Regions from separate parts of the Sus scrofa genome. Here all the other regions are linked to region 1. The links are chromatin contacts, called in public promoter capture Hi-C maps. All regions are on one chromosome and are shown on one strand. The core of a region is the stretch at or near the end of the contact, and the rest is flanking DNA. Distances in the headings are between cores, read along the strand shown. Region 1 holds the start of RNF103 (E3 ubiquitin-protein ligase RNF103). Region 2 holds the start of MRPL35 (39S ribosomal protein L35, mitochondrial). Region 3 holds the start of REEP1 (receptor expression-enhancing protein 1).

Region 1 (4,114 bases), core at 778-3,277:
CCTCAGTTTTCCCCACCCACTCTTCTTTTGTGTTAGTGTTTAAGTTTTTGGTCAGTCTTTCCTCACCAGTGAGTATGGTTCTTTGAGGTGAAGGACCTCACTTTCTATGTCAAGATTTGGACAGCAATATCATCCAGTAACAGCATCACTGTGACATGCCCAAGGAATCTGAAATTTCAGAAACAAATGTGTTAGAATGAACCGATTAATCCACTCTCCCACGTTGATCTGCCAACCATGGATACAGCCACATTTCAGCCAATTAAAACACAGGAGCAGAGACCAAGAGCTGGTTGTACATTCCTACACCTCCTCCTGATTCTTTCTCCCTGCCCCCTCGCCTGGCCCTCTAAGTCCTCCTCCGCTAGCTGGACAATGAAATGCCTTTGTTTGCTTTATTTTAAAGGGGTACCATTCTGAGGCTACATTCTCACGGTCCATTCTTCGCTTTCGATTTCCCCTTTGCTCCAAAACTGAGGATCACACCCCCACTCTTCCTACAGCTTTCACCCCTAGTTCAGGACATTTGACAACTTGGCACAATGGCTAACGTTTCTCTTGTAATTTCTGAGTCTTTTTCCTCGTCATCAAGGGGGCTGCTAGAAGCTAGCCTTGTTTATTTTGTGCATGTGGCCCCCTTCTCCCTCCAGACTGGCACAGAGATTAACAGGAGTATGCTCTACTGACGTTGAAAAAATACAGAGCCGAGTACTGCGTGCCCGTCCATTTTACTCATTTTTATGTTCCTCTTGCTGGCCGCTCCACACTCAGGATGGGTAACCAAAGAAAACGCAATTAAACTTTGCATTGGGACATATCCACATTCAGCAACCTTTGTCCTGGGAACCCTGTGCTGCAATATCTGGCTTGTAACACCCCTGAGACTGAAACAGCTGGGGCGGGGGGGGGGGGGAAGGAGAGGGGAAGCTGTTAGGGGCAGGGACCACTGAGCCTAGTTCTACCTTTCCTTTTGGCAATGTCTCCTCCAACACACACAGGCACAAATTACTACATTCTCACCTAGCGACAGAAAATCATTGTTTTCTGTGTTTTACCTCCTATCCCTCAAACGCAATGGTGCCAAAATTTCCCCAGTTCACCAGGACCTAGCATAAACGTACTCTGTTTTTACCCATTTTAAGAGGATAATTAACTGACCAATTTTTACAAAATATACACAAAGCGACACTATCCAAAGTCCAATCCTCAGACAAAACCAATTACCAAACATCTGCAGGGCAAAAGGAAAGGGAGAGGGTAAGCCACTGGAGCCTTTAGGAGTCGCGTCAAGATTGCAGCTCTGTACAGCTTTCCAAGCCCCAGTCTTGGCGAAACTCTTCGCCTGGACTCCTCCCCCCACCCACCCGTGGGCGCCCTCATGGCCCCGCCCCGGCCTCTCCCCATGCCCCGCCCCTCAGCCTACGTCACTTGTTATGTCTCGGCTCAGGCCGCGGCCGCCGCAGGTTCTCTGCTCCGGAGGCGACGGCCGCGGCCTCACGAGGGGGCGGGGGCGTCGGGGACGGCTGCGGAGGTCCGCGCCGCCCAGCTTTAGCGGAGCGAACGCTGCGTGATCGGGAGGCAGCCGGATAGCCGCCCCAGGGAGCAGTCTCGGGCCTATTTTTTGCTTTTTTTCCTCCGGGACATCGCCCCGCGCGCACCATTTCCCTCTGCAGACTGTGACGCCCCCTCCCGGGCCGGGCCCCAGTGCCCGCCCGCCTGAAAGGCGCCGCCCGCCGGCCGGAGCGAGCCTGGAGCCATCGCCGCCGCCGTGCCCACCGCGCTTCTCGCGGAGCCTGGGCGGCCGGCGGGGCCTGGGGCCTGGGCGCTGGGCGCGGCGCTGCAGCGGCCGCTCCTCCCCGCGCTGGGCCCCGGGCCTGCCCTGGCCGAGTGCCGCGCCCTCCTGACCGCCGCCGCGGGAGCCCGGCCTTGGCCTGGCTAGACCCAACCGCCTCCCGGGCCCGCTGCCCCGCCGGCCCCGGCCTGCTGCCCGGCCTCCGCTTCTTTTGTGGGTCTGGTGGTGGGTTTTTTTTTTTTTTTTTTTTTTTTTTGGCTTTTCCCCTAATCCTCTTGAGATTACGGTGCTGAAAGGCGGACCCCGCCACCTCGGTTAGCGCCCCGCGCCGAGGGAAACGGCCCTCAAGCTGGTTCTTCCCCGCGGGCTCTCCCTGCACCTCTGTCCTTTCGGTGTTTAATTCATGGGCTTTTTTTTTTTTTTTTTTTTAATTTTTTTCCATTTATTTTTCTCTCCTCTTGATTGGAAGGCCCCGAGGGAGGCTCTGCGTCTCTGCCCCTCCTCGTCCTTTCCTCTCCCCCGCACGAATCGCCGATCCACCTGCCTCCCGCCGGGCATGGCCCCACAGTGACGGCGGCGGGCGCCGGACCACACGCCGACCGGGGGCCCTCGCCCAGGCTGCTGTAAATACACACTCCCCTCTCTACTCTTCTCTTCGATTTCTGAGCTCTCTGCAAAGAGAGAAAGCAGGGAAAGATGTGGCTGAAGCTTTTTTTCCTGCTCCTCTATTTTTTGGTCCTTTTCGTCCTGGCCAGGTTTTTTGAAGCCATTGTGTGGTATGAAACTGGCATCTTTGCCACCCAGCTGGTGGATCCGGTGGCACTGAGCTTCAAGAAGCTGAAGACCATTCTGGAGTGCCGGGGATTGGGATACTCGGGGTTGCCCGAGAAGAAGGACGTCCGGGAACTGGTGGAAAAGTCAGGCGAGTATCGGCCCCCCGAGGGTCCCCTTCCTGGTACCTGGTAGTCCCCAAGAATGAGGCCGTACCTGGAAGGGTTGTGCAGACCACTTCCAGAGCCGACCAGATTTTCTTTGTCCAGGATTTCTACCCCAAAAATATAAATCGCAGTTTTGAGAAGGAGGCTACAATTACGTTGTAGGGGTGTTGGTGTTTCTTTTTAAGGTTATTTTAAAACAACAGTTTAAAGTGCAGCTTCTTAGCATTGTTTACTAAGTTGAGTGATTTTCTCAAAATTCCGAAATGTCGATTACAAACTGGAAAGCATTATTTGTCGCTCGAAATTCATAAATATAAAGGAAAGGCAAAACCTTCAAACGTTGTCTGTAGATAGCAGCATTGGTCACCATAGTAATAGCAAGTTACCCAAAGGGAAAATCATCATTGGAATATTTAATATCAAAGAGGCATTTAGGCCTAAGATTTAATTTTTATTTCTTTTTTCCAGTTTTATTGAGATATAATTGATGTACAGCACTGTACAAGTTTAAGGTGTATTGCCTAATGACTTGGTGGCATGAAATGTTTGTCACAGTAAGTTTGATGAAAATCCATAGCTCATTATCAATGCAAAATTAAAGAAATAGAAAAAAAAATTTTCTGAGATTTAAATTTTTTAAATGAGTTTAAATATAGAGAAAGGGTACACCGTACGGTATTATCTTTTCATACTTGGAGAGCTAATTTGGAGAAAATAAGGTGAATATTTTTTGTGAATGCCTACCTTGTTTTGTTTGTTTTGAAAGAGCTTATTTATATTTTTGTCTGGATTTTTAAAAAAATCCTTGTATCTTGAAAGTAAACTTTTTTCCCTTCTGTGTCACAGGCACTGCCACATCAACTTAAATGAGTGGAGAAATAGAATTGAAATAGAGCTAAGAGAAACAACATCTTGAATGCATTTTCAGTAACTTGATTTTGGTGTAGGATTGGGTGAGAAATATGCCCAATTTTTTTCATCCCTGGACAGAGTATAACTTTGTTTAGATATACTTCCTGGAAGAGGAAGGTACTGTAATTTGAGAAAGGCATTCTGGGTTGCTGTAGGAACCCAGCAATTGAAACTGATAGTTATCTTTTTTTGTTGTTTCAAGTATATCTGTCAGCTGTGTTTTTTACAAGACAGTTTTTTCCCTTATTTAGTGTCCTATAGCCAAGTAGTATGATAGATAAGAATACTAACTCCTGAGGACTTTAGCACTCAGATATTTGTAGGTTAAGATCACTACTGGGATAGAGAAGGCAACACTCCCTGTAAAAGTGATACAGTTTCCCTTAGAGAAAATGAAAAAATTGTGTATTATTCTTGCCTCTTGTTTACTGACTAAACAGTGACTTATTTCCACCATGGCTGGGATGGGGAG
Region 2 (4,114 bases), core at 1,043-3,542, 410 kb after region 1:
CCTCAATCTCAAGATGCTTGATTTAATCACACCTGCAAAGTTCTTGTCATGCAAGGTAATATATTCACAGGTCTCTGGGATTAGGAGAATGTGGATGTATTGGAGAATAATTATTTTGCTTACTGCACTTATTGTCATTTTAAAATAACAAGTATGAGAGCTCTCTTGTGGCACATCAAGTTAAGGATCTGGCATTGTCATTGGAGAAGCTTATGTTGCTGCTATGGCATGGGTTCAACCCCTGGCCTGGGTATTTCCACATGCTGTGGGTTGGACAAAAAGGAATAAAATAAATTCAATAAAATAACAATTATAAACCTTTTCCATGTTAATACAAACATATTTTTATGAAAAATAACTATTTCAAAAAATTAGTGAGAAGAGTGGCATTGTTTAAATTTTTTTTTTTTTTTTTTTTTTTTTTTAGGGCCACACCTGCACCATATGGGGCTAGGGGTCCAATCAGAGCTGCAGCTGCCAGCCTATGTCACAGCCACAGCAACACCAAATCCAGCCGAGTCTAGGATCTACACCACAGCGTGGCAACGCTGAATCCTTCAGCCCATTGAGTGAGGCCAGGGATTGAAACTGCATCCTCACGGATACTAGTCAGATTCTTTTTTTTTTCTTCTGCTTTTTAGAGCTGCATATGGAAGTTCCCAGGCTAGGGGGCGAATCAGAGCTGTAGCCACCAGCCTACGCCACAGCCACAGCAACGTGTGATCTGAGCCACATCTTCAACCTACACCTCAGCTAATGGCAACGCCGAATCCTTAACCCACTGAGCAAGACCAGGGATCAAACCTGCATCCTCAAGGATGCTAGTGAGATTCATTAACCACTGAGCCATGACAGCAACTCCTGAGGACAGTCCATTTTAAAGCAAAAAAAAAAAAAGTCATAAATTGCACATGAAGATGGGGATTAAGGACTTTATTAAATGACAAAAACTATAGAAATTAATTTTGGAGTTTGAAATCTTGAAGATGGAAAAGTTGCTAATGATATTGAGGCCCAACGCTGTGCCATACATGGCTGGAGGAGATGTTCATTGACATTGAGAGGTTTATGGCCAAGGTGTTAGAAAAGTCATCACACTGGCGTCAGCTAGCATGAGAGCAGTGGGCAGGGATGGGCTGGCAGGGCTGCCGTTTAATTGTTAAAATTACTAAAAAAAAAAAAAAGTGGGCGACTGCTCTTGAGGCTAAGTGATGGCAATGTGAAATATCAAGTATAATGTAATTACAAAATTATTCGGAAAAGCAGTAAACCTATACAAACATAAGTAATCATTTGATTTTAGATAATTTTATTTTTCTGTTTTTTGGACTTTTAGGGCTGCATTGGTGGCATATGGAGGTTCCCAGGCTAAGGGTCTAATGGGAGCTGTAGCTACCAGAGCCATACCAACGCCAGATCCCAGTCTGTGATCTACACCGCAGCTCACAGCAACGCCGGATCCTGAACCCACTGAGGCCAGGAATTGAACCCGCAACCTCATGGTTCCTAGTTGGATTCGTTTCCGCTGCGCCCCAACGGGAACTCCTTAGATAATTTTCAAAGTCACTTCTTTACAAATGGGATTCAGTAGCGTTGTCTACCGCTAGGGAGAACTACAATGAACTATCTAGTTAAGACTTGAAGTACCTTACACACGCAATAGATAAGTTATTTAGTTTCTATGATATTGTGATAAGATCATTACTAGTACTAATAGTATTGAATAGTGTTCAATATTTAACATATGTTTCCGTGATTACAGAATCGGTGGAATGCTTTGAACAGTGTTTCTGCACTGACTTCATCTCACAGATTGTGGCCAAAATTATCTTTTTAAAATACAAACTTGGTGGAGAAAGCAGTGTGGTTTAATATGGAAGGAGTAGAGACTGTGGAACCTGAAGAATCAGGGTCCCTATCCCTTCTCTGCTATTTATTAGATACATGAACAAATAATTTTGCACAAAGGTCTCCTCAGTGTTCTCTCACCCAGCCTCTCAAAAGCATGACTCCCTGAAGGACTGTCAAACAAAACAAACGCGGAAACCGAGACACTACCGTCGTTTACGTAACTTTGGGCAAATCCATTCCTTTCTACGAAATATCCAGCCGACGGAAAAGGCTGAGCCACTTTCCTGCTAGAATTCTCCGAAGAATCACACCTGCTCAGTTTTCGCAGGAACCGAAGCCCCAGTTTCCGACGTCCTCCAACCGGTTCAGTTCACCTAGTACCCTGGGCTTCCCGCTACAGACCAGAACCCGAAGCGCAACCCGGAAAGAGAAAGCGCCCTTTCCGTCCCGACAGAGCCCAGCCTCTCGGAGGGGCTTGGACAGGGGCAACAGGAGGTTGCGCATGCGCAGTGGCGGTGGCTGCCCTTCCGGTACGCAGGGCGCGGACAGGCGGCACGGACGCAAGCACGCTTGCGCGCGCGCACGGTCTCCCCTTCTCGCGCCGCCGCCGCCCCTGCTCTCACTTAGACCCGCAGCGCCGTCCGCCGCGCCGAGATGCTGCGGGCCTGTCATTTATCCGGCGTGACCTCCACCGCCCAGGTAAGGATCAGGGCGCCGGAAGAGAGTGTGTGGTGACGGGCAACCTACTGAAAGTGGGGGAGGCTTTGTCTCTGCCTAGGCCCGGGGACAAAGGCGTGTCTCAGGGCCGCCTTTATCGCGAGAGTGTCGGGTGGGCCCGTGAAGCAGTTAATTCGGGAGTTTGCCAGACTGGGATGACTTGAGGGTTATTGCTGAGCGGGATGGGGCATGAGGAGAAGGTGGCGGGGAGGCGGGCATAGGACGGGAGGCACGGCCTAGGGGACGTGCCATCCAATCAGCCCTGCGCTGCCCCAGTCTAGGACCAATCGAGGCTACTGGCGCTCGGGTCGCCGGTTGGGCGCGTGATAGGTTTCGCACAGTCGGTGGTTGAAGGTCGACAGGGAAAAACTACACTTCCCAGCAGGATACGCACAGCCTTGTCTTATTGCATCTTAGTAAGGCCGTTCTTGGACTGCTGGAGTCCGCGTTTTAGGGGTCAAGGTTGTAATTATCACGGAGGAGGGATTGCCCTTCTTTTTGTAGCTGAGAACACCTCTTGAGCTCTTCGTTCTCTGAACAAAAATGAAAGGTTGTAGTTTATGGAGCTCGAACTCTTGGTGCTCAAGGAAGGTTAGGCGACATGACCTTGTGCTCATTTCTGAGATTAGCCTGTGTCTCCAGGTGCTGGGACAACTTTGGCACACATTCAAGGAGGTTAGAAACCCAGTTCCTTTTATTTCTGCATGATTGTCAAAGTAATTTGCTAAAATTAAAAATAAAAAAGGTAAACCTATTCCCACTGCTCACAATTAAAGAAAATTGGTATTTTGGCAAAATGTGATGTTGCAAAACAGGTACTGTGACTCATGCAATTGAGCAAAATCCCTAGACATAGTGAGTTAGAAATCATAAAAATCAAACTTAATTTTTTCTTTCAAGTTTTCTTATTTCCCTTTCATTTTAAGGGTAAGAGAAGCAGCCTCTTCCATAGGAAAGTGGGGTGTGTGTTGGTTTTCTATTGCTATATAACAAATGCCACATATTGAGCAGCTTAAAACAAAACCGTTTCTGGACATGAATGGGGTTCTCTGCTATGGTATTGTCCCCACTGTGGTTCTCATTTGGAGCTAAGGGTTCTCTTCCAAGCTCTTGTAGTTTGTTGGCAGAATTGTAGTTTGTTGTGGTTGTAGGGCTCAAGTCTTTGTTCCCTCCCACCCCACACCTCCGGGGTTTAAGTGGGTTTAATTCGGAGCTGCAGCAAGCTGCATCTGCAACCTACACCACAGATCATGGTAACACTGGATCCTTAACCCACTGAGCAAGGCCCGGCATCGAACCTGCGTCCTCATGGATACTAGTTAGATTTCTTTCCACTGAGCCACGATGGGAACTCCCCCTCAGACCCAGATTTAAAGGGTTTATAGGATTAGGCCAGGCCCACCTGGATCACCCCCTTCTGATTAAATTCAGGTCATCTGATTAGTAACCTGAATTATATCTCTGATACTCCTTTTGCCATACAACCTCGGATCATGGGCTTAACTGCAGGGGGCAGAGATCATGGCGGCCATATGAGAGTCTGGCC
Region 3 (4,114 bases), core at 953-3,452, 280 kb after region 1:
AGCAATGCCAGATCCCTAACCCACTAAGCGAGGCCGGGGATCCAACCTGAGTCCTCATGGATGCTAGTTGGGTTCGCTAACCACTGAGCCACAATGGGAACTCCCTCCAGACATTTTAATTCCATGAATAGTCTCACTTCATTCATTTAAATGTCCAGGTGTGTGCAGTAGTCAAACCTGAGGATTCCATTTATAAGAATAAGGGGGCATCTCCAGAGAGAAATGGCATGGGATCAGCTTCTCTCATTTCCCACCAAAAGGATTTCTTTGAAAACCCCCCCCGCACCCCCGCCACCTCGCCTTGCTTCCCTCCCACCATCACTAACAGCATTTTGGACCTGGGGGTGGGGGAGGTCTTAGAAGCATCCTATTTGCTTGGTACTGTCCAGATCTGCCTAGGTATCCCAAGGTTCTGTCTGTGGGGTATCATTTTAACCATCTTACCTTGAGGAAGTTATGGTGAGGCTGAACAACAGATCAAGAGAAAGAAAGCAGCAAGTGTTACAGTTCTGCTACAATCACAGCTCCCTGGGTGGTAAACAAGCCAAGTAAACACAGCATGCCTGGTAAACACTGTCAACACAGGGGTAAACAAGGCAAAGGGGCAGAGGGGAACTACAGTTTAGGGGAAGGAAAAAGCAAGGGAGGATAGGCAGGTTCAGGATTGGCTAATTTGAGTAATTTAGTGGGCTTGAGGGCAGAGGAGCTGTCCCCAGCTGTCTGATAACTGGCCCTGGGGTGATAAGCTGGGTATATGGTGGCCTGTGTGAGCTCCTGATAAGGCAGTTGGTGGGGTGTGAACTTAAGGGGCTGTGTACGAAGGGGAACTGACTGCTCCCTAGCCTGGGCCTCAAAACTGGTCAAGACAGCATTAAAAAAAAAGAGAGAGAAACAAAACTGAATTACAGGGATTTTATAGGTTCTTTGGAGACCACTCATAGGTTATGTCTCAACTGCAGTGTCCTTATTGTGGGCAAGGTCTTTCTTCCACTTGTATCACAAACTATCTCTCTACTTCCTCTGAAGATATAGTCTCGGCCTCTTTCTGCAAGGTCTGAGGTCTCCTTGCCTCTCCCAGGAAGCTAGCTGTCTTGGCCAGGGTTTCTTTAAAGGAGGCTTCATGCTAGCTCTTTCCTGTGCTTCTTGCATCTGACACTGAATTATACATAAGCATCAGCAAAGGAGGATAGCGCTCTAAGAGGGCATCATGGTGGCAGTGAGGAAGGAGGCAGCTGAGGCCAGAAGGAGTGGAAAAAGATTTTTCAAGAACAAGGGAACAACATATCAGGCAGCCCTTATGTAATAAAGGCCAGGGCTAGGGTGAGGAGGGTGAGGCACTCTCCTCAGTGGTGAAACTGAAGGGCGTGCCACAAATGCAGTAATCAAGATAAATCATATTTAATGCAATTTAAAAAAAAACCCACGTAGAAGGTGCGCATTTCCCCTTTTGCCTAAGGCTCCAAAATGGCCCCAGCGTTATACAATTATAGCTTCTAGCTTCCTTCCGGCCAAATCATGCCCCTGAGACACTTCCAAACAGAAAAGCTGGAGGAGTCCTCTAGGAAGGGCTCTCCTTAGTTAATAAATCTGAGCCTCGAAGAAGGAGGCTAGGAATACAGTGTATGAACAGTGGAGAGGGGACACTTGTCTAAGCCCCAAATGCTTAAAGTGAAAAGGGCTAGAGGGATATTTGGGGCGTGGAGGTGGCAAAGAGCTTGTGTGTAGGCAGGGATCAGGTCACGTAGGGACCTTCAGAATTTTAACTAGGGGAGACGCGGGCCCAGATTTGTTTCTTATGCAGATAATGCCTTGTGGGTTAGTTCTGGAGGGGTCAGATCTGGATACAAGAAATCCCTTATGAGGCTAGTGCAGAATCCAGCGAGGGACTATGCCCATCAGAACAGGTGGAGACAAATTCCTAAGGGCCAGTCCTCAGTTTCCCCGCTGGAACACAGAGGATGGGGCAGCCCCCGGGTCTCTGCCCTGCCAATTGGGCCACCTCAGGGTCCCCTGTGAGCGGCGGATGTGCCGGGGGGCGCAGAGGAACCACCCCAATTTAGCTGGGGGCCTGGGGCCAGCGGGGCGGGGCGGGGCCGGCCGGTGCCCAACCTGCTCGCTGCCCAATCGCCGCCGGCCCGCGGTGCCCCGGGGGGCTGGGGCCGCCGCCGCCGCTGCCGCCGGAACGTGCCGCGGCTGCGCCGACGCGCGAGCGCCGGGCAGGGCGGCGGGCGCGTTCAGTCTGGCGGCGGCGGCCGTGCGCTGACGGACGTGCCCGAAGCGCCGCAGCCGCCCGCAGCCGAGCCCGGCCGCGCCCGCCCGCTCGCCCCCCGCCATGGTGGCATGGATCATCTCCAGGCTGGTGGTGTAAGTGGCCTTCTTCCCCGCGTCCCTTCCTTCCTTACCCCCTTCTCCGCCCCCGGCCCCCGGGGCTGCGCGCGCCCCTGCAGCGCCGGCCCTGGTGGCTCCGGCTATTAATACCCGGCGGCCGCTAAATTTAGCAGGTACAGTAGCTGCCGAGGGCGCCGGCGAGCGGGCGGCGCAGGACGCGGCTGCTGCCTTGCGGGGCCCGGCCCGGGAGCGGGGGACCGGCGGGCGGAGGCAGCGAGGGCTGGGGCGCACGGGGCTCCGCCGGGGGCCGCTTTGTTCCCCCGCTGGGTGCGCTCGGCCGCGAGGGCCCGAGTGGGCGAGCCGCGGGGACCAGCGTCCCTCTCCTTGGGGGGAAATGTTGGTTTGGGGTCGCCCGTCGCCGCGCCCCGCCACCGCGCTTTTGTCAGGTGAAAACGACGGAGCCCAGAAGAGCCTGGGGCTCTGCCTAGAGGGGTCGGCGCCGAGAAGGGCGGAGAGCCGGAGGCGGGGCTCCTAAGGGGGCGAAAAAAATACTCCTTTTTAGGTTTCTTAAATTGACAGCGGCAAGGCGAGAGGGGCGGAGGAGGACATGTGCGAATCTTGGGGTAGCTGCCTCGCGTCCCCTTATCTAAGTCCTTTGACGGGGATGGGGATTGAAGGAGAGAGAGGGACAGGCATCTCCAGGAATTCACGGGAAATTTCCGAGTGACAGACGGCCACCCTGACCGTGGGGATGACATCTCCCAGGCGTTGCGGGAGAGCGCAGAGTCATCCGGGGCGAGGCCTGTGTGAAGTCATTGCGGGTGGGCGTGGGGGGCGTTTTGCTCTGTCCAAGCCCCAGAGCTGAGTAGACCTTTGCAGAGCTCCTCCCCTCCTGGATTTGTTCTCCTTTGGAGGGAGACAGGGCCATCTCTTACAGTGCCTCTCCTTCCCAAGCCATTCTCGCCTGAGTGGGGACAGATTTGCCACCTGCTAGGGGAGACGGGCTGAAACTGATCAGGGGAGAGGGGCCAGGGAGTGCGACTGGGGCTTTTTCTTTGTCTAAGAAAGAGGGGCTCCCGACTCTGCTTGATTGTGCAGCATCACTGCCCACGTTGTGGAACGTCTTCCATCTCCTACCCTTCTGTCCTGATTTTCAAAGAAGCAGTCAGAGGCAGGGCTTCTGAAGTCATTCTCAGCATTGTCTCCTGGTCACCGTTCTGGACTTTTCCTCTCAAAGACAGTGTGTGTGCCTCTCAGCCCCCAAGTCATTCATTCCAGGAGGGCCTCTCCACAGCTGTTGCTGCCTGCTGAGTGGTGGTGGGGGGTGTTGTGCTGTACCTAGAGGTGGCATGTTAAATATTTAGAAGATTTCTGCGGGCAGAGCTGGCTTGAATTACCCAGGGAAGCGGCTGGCACGCCTTGCCCCACCTCATGCCCGACCAAGGCTCGTCTTGCCTTCAGGGTGGTATTTTTTTTTTTTTTTTCCTCCTGAAGTAGTGCTGTGATCTTCATACATGCAGGTGGCTTCTGGGGTGGGGTCAGGCACTGCTCAGGGTGGGACCAGAGCGTTGAGTTGACCAGTCTGGAAGGCTCACTCTTTATAGGTCCTGCTGGGCTGGGGCTAGAACACTGGGGAGTGATGGTTTCTGGTCTGGAGTCCATGGAACCGCCTTTAAATGTATTAGCACCCTCCCCCTGTATGCTAAACCACTGAGGCGGGTGGAGAGGAGAGGCATATATTTGGGCGGGGGGGTCTTAGGGACTTGCTGTTAATTTTTAAAACAAC

What was found. Promoter capture Hi-C pulls out the DNA fragments that hold promoters and counts their contacts.
Region 2: a contact with region 1 is called in a promoter capture Hi-C map of liver, with 4 times the contacts expected there. The contact joins the promoter of MRPL35 here to the promoter of RNF103 in region 1. A contact is called at or near these places in 2 of 5 promoter capture datasets (fetal liver and liver) and 1 of 2 datasets of contacts at active chromatin or transcription factors (alveolar macrophages).
Region 3: a promoter capture Hi-C map of fetal liver shows a contact between it and region 1, with 3 times the contacts expected there. The contact joins the promoter of REEP1 here to the promoter of RNF103 in region 1. A contact is called at or near these places in 1 of 5 promoter capture datasets (fetal liver) and 1 of 2 datasets of contacts at active chromatin or transcription factors (alveolar macrophages).

The regions. Positions count from the first base shown.
Region 1 is chr3:58,159,060-58,163,173 of Sscrofa11.1, forward strand. RNF103 (E3 ubiquitin-protein ligase RNF103) reads left to right here and starts at 2,028. Exons shown (of 4, transcript XM_005662399.3): 1 at 2,028-2,714. The coding sequence starts at 2,489.
Region 2 is chr3:58,572,818-58,576,931 of Sscrofa11.1, forward strand. MRPL35 (39S ribosomal protein L35, mitochondrial) reads right to left here and starts at 2,293. Exons shown (of 5, transcript XM_003124936.4): 1 at 2,163-2,293. It overlaps IMMT (MICOS complex subunit MIC60), which reads left to right and starts at 2,358. Exons shown (of 13, transcript XM_021087287.1): 1 at 2,358-2,550. The coding sequence starts at 2,506.
Region 3 is chr3:58,434,124-58,438,237 of Sscrofa11.1, forward strand. REEP1 (receptor expression-enhancing protein 1) reads left to right here and starts at 2,203. Exons shown (of 12, transcript XR_002342544.1): 1 at 2,203-2,364.